Linked DNA regions of Mus musculus: region 1 is linked to region 2. Evidence: chromatin contacts called from public promoter capture Hi-C data. All regions are on one chromosome and are shown on one strand. Each heading gives the region's core, a stretch centred on a gene start, on an enhancer-like site or on the middle of the called end of the contact. The rest is flanking DNA. Distances are from core to core; before and after follow the strand shown.

Region 1 (3,680 bases), core at 2-2,501, 760 kb before region 2:
AGTAAAAGGCCAGACACGAGTGTTTGAGAGTATGAGCCAGCAAGAATATTCTCTCTAGCCCTGGGCCCAGCACCCATCCCATAGCCCTCTGGTCAACAACACGGCTTCCTCATACTCTCCCTCCTGCCAACTCTGGGGTCCTGAGTGGCAGGCTGTGCAAACGGTGAATTTGAGGCATGGAAAGTCCAGGAGGGTGTAGAGATACTATCTGTAGATCAGGTGCAGAGCTCAGACCCAGGCCCCTCACTCCCAGCCCTAACAGGCTCACGAGAACTAAGTGGCTCAGAGGTGCTGGGTGACTCACTGAGGTACACCCAGCATTCCTAGTAGGGCCCAGCCTCCCTTCTCACCCCGGGTAGACTTGGTTCAAAAGCTGCAGGGTGAGGCCAAAAAAGTTAAGCTGGGTGCACAGGTGACTCAGCTATTGTCCTTGTGGCCATCTAAACAGTAGCTAGACCTTTCCCTTGCATTCTTGGCCTCTGTCCACACCAGATCGCTCCCAAGCAGGGTCACTGGGGCCTTCCCTGCCCTCACCCAGTTCTGGCCCCTCAGGCCCCTTAAGCCGCACCCTAGCATGGCACTCACTCTGGTATTTCCTGATCTGGAGTGGCATGGACCTTATTTCTGCTTTTCCTGGACTATGCTAGAGGCCCATTAATCAACCTACATGCCCGGTGGGCAGTGGAGAAAGTGCTCCAGGCAAGTGCACAAAACTGTCACACGGGCCCTCCAGTCTTCAGCCCCTTCTCTGCCTCTCTTGCCCTACATGCCTCCCAGTCTCCGCATTAGCTTTTCCCGACTGCATTAGTCAGTTCCAAACTACTCTGCTCCAACATTCGGACATCCGTCTAGGCTCCTCCCAGGCAGGCAACACCACCTTTTCGGCTTCTCTGTCAGCCCTTCCGCCCTGACCAGCCAGGTCACCTGCTCCTGGCAGCCTCTCTCCCTCTGGGTGATAAACTCGCACCTGGGTTCTGGCCTGGACGCAGGGCACGGTGCTCGCGCTCCGCACTGCTGCTAGGGGTTGGACCCCGCGCTGCGTTTAAACCGGAGCCGGGCGGCCACGGGACCGGGAGGAGGAAGCTGAGACCGAAGATGGAGGGCTCGTGACCATGGCAGCGGGAGGAGGAGAGAGCCCCCACCCGCAGCTGAGCTCGTGGGGCAGCGGACCCCGCCCACCGACGCGCGCTCTTACCTGCGCTTTGCGCCGCGGTGCCCCGAGTGGCCGCGCAGCTCCGCGCCGGGCCGCCCTTCCTCTCCGCGCCCCGCCCCGAGGTGTTGTTCGCGCGGGGGCGTCTCCGAGGAGGCGGGGCTCGGCCTCGGAATGTCCCCAAGCCAACAACTCTCTCCCAGAGCCTCTCCCGCCAGACTGCGAAAGCTCCCCTTCGGTCGGTCCGCGAGCTCCCCAGGATCGCACCCTGGCTGTCTTTCGCCTTTTACCTCCCTCTCCAGATCCGAGGACGGCAGGCAGTGCCTGGGGCCACCCCGATTTCCTTACCCACCAACTCTGCCCAGGCTGTAGCTCTGAAATCTTGCCGACCCCCTTTGGGTCACTGGGCACCCCCCCCCCCTCACCCTCACACACCCGCGAAGGAGCCCTGGGTAGATTCGGGAAACTTGTTGCTTAGAGCAGTTGGCCATGATGATCCGAAGACCCTGAACTGGGCATGCTTTGGTAGCAGCTACTGCTGTGTGTAACCTTGAAGGAGGCCCCCTGCATTCATTCCGGGTACAGCCTGAAGCTGGCCAGTTTCCTGTGCCAAAGCCTTCGACCTTGGAAAGAGCAGCGCAGTTCCAAACCAAAGTCTTGGAAGGAGGAGGGACCATGGTTCAAACCTGTAACAAAGAGGCCTGCTGTCCAGCTGCCGGGCTCCCTTTTGGCCAGCAAGCAAGTCACCCCTCCACCTGCAGTGGCACCCGGCCTCTAGGAGCTGCTGACTAGCCTGGCTGAGTTGCTTCTAAGCCTTCCAAGCCTGAGTACAGAGAGAAGCCTGGGGAGGAGACAGCTGTGAAAGAGCAAGGATAGTCCACCTGCCCCCTACCCAAGTTTTGGACAGCCTCCATGCATTCTGCCAGAGAGAAAAGAGACTTCTAAGAGTTTCTCAGAAGGGGCCTGCCAACTTCAGCATCCCTGGCTCCCTTGGGGTGCTTTCTGGTGAGCATTTAAGTTCTGCCAATCTGCCCTACAGTGGCAGGCTCCAAGTTTGTTGCCCAAGAACCCTACCGCGGTTGCTGCTCTTGTTCACTTCCCTGCTCCAATCTTGGTCTCTCCATCGTCAAGAACCCTCCCGAGCCTCTTCTTCCCTCTCCACTCGGCCAAAACATCTCCTTCCTTCCAGCCTTTTCTTTCTTTCTTGTAAATACTTTTTTAAAAGATAAATGTATTACAGGTTCTTTTTTTTTTTTTTCATGTATGATGTGTATGTATATCCATGCAGGAGTGTGTGAGTGTGTGAGTGTGTGTGTGTGTGTGTGTGTGTGTGATGTTTGGCTGTGTCTCCTCTGGTGCTTTTTTTTTTTTTTGAGACAGCCTCTCATAGGCCTTCACCTAACCACATAGACTAGACTGAGTGCCCAGTGAGTACCTGACTGTCCCTGCCTCCCTGTAATGGGATTACAATTGTCTGCCACCACACCTTGCTTTTTCACATGGGTTTTGGGGATCATGCCTACATGCAAGTACTGAACTGAGGTGACACCTCAACCCCAGCTTTGCTGCTTTCAATACTCTCCTGTGTACCCCGCTCCCACCTCCCCTACCCCCGAGGATGCACCATCCCCCAGATACCTACTTCTCTAACCCCTGCCCTCTGCCTGCCTGGGAGGAAGAAAGGGGCATCCCAGCTTCCTTCATGAGATGCGACGACTTTCTCATCCACTCAGCCTTCTCACATGCATCCCCACTCCTTGTTCTGTTATCTGCCTCGAGGCAAGGCCTACCTGGTATCTCTTCCAGTTAGTCCTTGACAGAGGGCCGGATTCTGCCCCACTCCCCCGGTAGTACCCAAAGTTTGAGATCTACTGAATCCCCTGCCCTTCCCCACCTCATCACAGGGCTCCTGTTTCAGCTCCTCACAGATTTGCACATGGCATGTGCATGTATACAGTTCCCCATGGGAGGCATGTGGCCACATATGTACTCAGCTGGGCCACACATCTCCATGGTAGCAGCCCCATTCGTGGGCACTTGTGCATCCGTGTCCAAGGACATAGACTGACACACAGACATAGAGCCACATGCAGAATGCAAGGCCCTTCCCTACGCACGCACCAGTGTCTTACCACATTAGCTCAGGTTCATGCACATACAGGCTGGGCTCAGCCCTGAGCTATTCTGGGTCGGGCTTAGGGCCAACAAGTTCAGGAACAGCCAGCTCCCAGCACTCCCAGCTGCTGTGTCACTGGCCCAGGCTATCTAACTCCCACCCCCACCTCAGGCTAAGTCCATGGTGGCCTGGATCCTAGCCTGGCTCTGTGACTGGGTTGTCCATTCACTACCCCTCAGCTTCTCCAAAGCTAGGCCTTGAGTTCCATTATATCAACTCCATGAAAGGAGTGTCCACGGGGTCTCCTGGCCATTGCCCAGTTCCCTACCCATGGCTTCCAATGCAGAAGCCCTGGAGGCTGACTTTGGTCCCCACAGGAAACCCATCAGACATAAAAATAGTACTACAGGGACA
Region 2 (3,510 bases), core at 184-2,683:
AACTCAAACTGGTCTATATGAAGCTTGCCTTGAAGATCCTGTTTCTATAGGGATTCCAAGTATGTACCAAACATGTTGGGCACTGCAGGGATTTCTATGTTTTGTTTTCAAGAAGCAATTCTTTGTTTCACCTCCTTCATTTCTCCTAGCCTTCTGTGCAATCTAGCAGGAAAATAGCAACTAGTATACTTTCCTTCCTTCCTTTTCTTTCCGTCTTCATTTGAAACAGGGTCTATGTTGCGCTGACTGGCCTGGAACTCTTCAGATCAGAGATCTGCATGTCTCTGTCTCCAGAATGCTAGGTTTAGAAGCATTTCTTGCTATGCAATCCTGGTTGGCTTCTAATTCCCAGTTGTCTTGCTCCAGCTTCGGACCAGCTGAAGTCACCTGTGCTGTGGCACACAGCTAACAATACATTTAAATGGCTGCACAAAAAATAGCATAGGAAAACGGACTGGAGATATGGTTCAGTGGTTATGAACACTTGCCTGATTAGTAGTTTTGTTGTTGTGTGTGTTTTGGTTGATTTGACACAAGCTATAGTCATTTGGGTAGAGAGAACCACAATTGAGAAACTGCCCCCACCAATCTGGCTTTTAGGCAGGGTGGAGGTTTTGGGAGGGTGCCTCCCCTGGGGAGATAGTAAATTCTGGGGCTGTTGTATCAGCCATGAGGCAGTAAGCAAGGGTTCCTCCATGTCTTTTGTTTCCATTCCTGATATGACATTACTCAGTGGCAGGTTGTCACCTATAAGGTGAGAAGTGGTATTTTTACCTCAGCAATAAAAAACCTAAGATAACAGCTGGCCGACAACAGCCTGTAACTCCAGCTTCCAAGGATCTGATGCCATGTCACTTGGTACCACACACATGCACATAGAATTTTCTTCGTCTGTTTTAAATTACGAGCTATTGTATTAGTTCTCCAAATATCACGAAAGGGCACATCCTCAAATATTGTCTTCCCAGCTGTGAACTACTGCCCAACGCCACTGAGTTTCCTTTATCGACGGCGGATTTCATTGAACCCATGCTTCACTCTGTTCAGAGGACAAACAGGCAAACCCCCTCCCCTCGCTCCTGAGTGTCGATGTGGCCTAGACTCGCAGTCGTCCCTCACCACAACCCCCCGAAGCCAGCAGCAAGCGCTACCCTGTCCTTTGCCTGGTTTATGTCTCTGTGAGGCAAAATCGCTCACCTCCCTAAAAGTGCAGAAGACCAAGGGGAGACGCAGGAGAGAAAAGGCGCGACGGACACAGAGCTGCGGCTGGGGATGGAGAGATGAGCCTGAGATGGTCACCCGTCCCCAGCTCCCGCCGGCTCTCGCCGGCTCCCACGGCACAGGCCACGCGCGTCCCCGGCCGCTCCGCCGGAAGTCCCGCCTGTGTCTGGGGCTACAGCCGCGCTCCCTCCAGCCAGTGCCCGGGTGCAGGCGCAGACTGACTGTCTCGCGCTGTGGGCTGAGGAACACTAGAGACAACCTAGGCAGCCGAACCCATCGCGAGCCCCAAGGCAGCGGCAGCCCGCACAGAGAGCCAGGCCGAACAGAGCCGGGGCCGCAGGTGGGACTTCCGCCTCGGGACCCGGAAGAGACCGCGCCGTCGCTGGTGGGAGTTGTAGTCCGGCCGTAGTTGGGGGGGCCCGCGGCTCATGCGCCGTGCACCGAGGCTTGTTTCACATCTGTAACAACAGGTGAATTGGGCTTTTTATTCTACCCTTTCGCGCCCCTTGAAGCAGCCTGACACGGTCGGGGGTGGTCGGCGCGAGGAGGGGTCCCGAGTCCGGCTAGCGGCCTGGCAGAGAGTGGGAAGGAGGAGCTGGCGAGCCCGAGGAGCAGGCCGGGCATCCTAGGCCTGCCCGGGAAGCCGGCCGGGCCGAGCCGTGGGCAGCCAGGCCTCGGCCTGCCGTTGCCATGGAGCCGGGGCGGGGCGGGGGCCAGACCGGTCCGCCGGGGCGGGCCTCACTGCCAGGGGCTCAGCGGAGGCCGAGAGAGGCGGCTTCATTGGCTCGACGACGCCTTCGCCTCAGGGGATGCTCGGTTTTCCCCAGGCTGGGCCCGGAGGAAGTCTCCGGAGTGCCCGAGACCTTTGTCTGCCCCTCCTCCCACTGTGCGGGTCAGGACCGTTCCTCTAAAGGGAGGCCTTGGTGCATTTTTGACTCTTCTGGTTTGCCTCCTTTTGCACCGACCTTGTCAGTGGGGGAGGCTAAGGGGTGAGGTGTTCTTTGTTTGCTGGTAGTGACTTGTCCCATTTTGCAGGGGAAGACCTAATGCATGGTGGGTCCTTTGTTTGCAGTGAAGTGGAGTTCCCAGGGGTCTTCAGAATCCTCAAGCCAAGAGTACAGCGTCTATGTGCTTTCTAGATAGTCCTTGTGTAAGCAATATTGGTCTTTTAATTGCGGCTTTCCAATGCAGAGACTGTTCACCTTACAACCCCCAGTTCATGGGTGTTCGCCATGCATGGTAGCAAATAAACTGCTGCCGTCCAGCTGCAAGGTCTCAACTTGTTTTTGGATGCAACCTACTGGCCAGAGTAAAATTACACCTTTTCTAATGATTTTCCTTGCAACGGTTTCTTGGAATGCAGTGACCCCAGCGCCATGTGCCATGCACCTCTTGACTACATCTTATAATTTATACTTAAATCTCAGAGTCTGACATTTCCAGGCAGGAGAACTCTTTCCTGATTTTATTATATATTATTATTTAGATTTATGATAATGCTTTTTACTTCTACATTTATATATTCTTTGACAAAGTTTCTATGTAGGTGTACCCCACCTGACACCCAAAGATCAAACTTTTCAATATTTTAATTTATGAAGCTATAGTCCAAAAAGTTTTATCCAGTTTTGGACCCCACTTATTCTTTCAAAAAATGAACATGATATATGCAGAATACAGGTTGATATGTAAGAAAAGTCGTGTAATAGAAACGTGTAAACCATGGGGTCAGAGTTCATTCGGTCCTGATGCTATGGGATCCTGGGTAAATTAGATATCTGTGCTTCAGTTTCTTTCTCCGGGAGAGAATGTTCTTCATAGGCTAGCTTCAGGGATTACATGAGGTCAAGTCTATGGGCGTTCTTTGTAAACTGTAAAAATGTTTTTGAGAATTTTGAGGGTATAATTTTCCCAGTCTGGAAGTATCATTTTAGATAGATTGGTATTATAGCCATTATGGGATTAGAAAAGCAAAGGGGCTTTTGCTCTGAGCTTGGAGAAAATGTTCTTAACATTTCCTTCACTTGATCTTAGCCAAAAGGCCGAGAAGCGATTCTTAACATTTTCTTAGGGATGCTCTGTGGCACAGTTCACATTTGGTGGGTCTAGAACTGGTCAGGGGCCTCTTGAGTGAGGCTATTGTGTTAAACCTTTTTAAAGTTAGTACATTGATGTCTATGATTGGTATAGTTTTGCCTCTGAGTGAAGGTTGCCAGTCCAGTGACCTTACCTTGTTATTTTCCAGGAGGCCCAGCCTCGTGATGAGGAATAGCAAGGAGAGAATTCAGC

The links. Capture Hi-C pulls out chosen DNA fragments and counts their contacts.
Region 1: a contact with region 2 is called in a promoter capture Hi-C map of liver. The contact joins the promoter of Als2cl here to the promoter of Dhx30 in region 2. A contact is called at or near these places in 1 of 39 promoter capture datasets (liver), 1 of 484 Hi-C or Micro-C datasets (embryonic stem cells) and 1 of 9 other capture datasets (liver).

Annotation. Positions count from the first base shown.
Region 1 is chr9:110,877,745-110,881,424 of GRCm38.p6, reverse strand. Als2cl (ALS2 C-terminal like) reads right to left here and starts at 1,251. Exons shown (of 27, transcript NM_001146059.1): 1 at 1,196-1,251. It overlaps Tmie (transmembrane inner ear), which reads left to right and starts at 1,352. Exons shown (of 6, transcript NM_146260.3): 1 at 1,352-2,155.
Region 2 is chr9:110,115,539-110,119,048 of GRCm38.p6, reverse strand. Dhx30 (DEAH (Asp-Glu-Ala-His) box polypeptide 30) reads left to right here and starts at 1,433. Exons shown (of 23, transcript NM_001252682.1): 1 at 1,433-1,691; 2 at 3,467-3,510. It also overlaps Gm10615.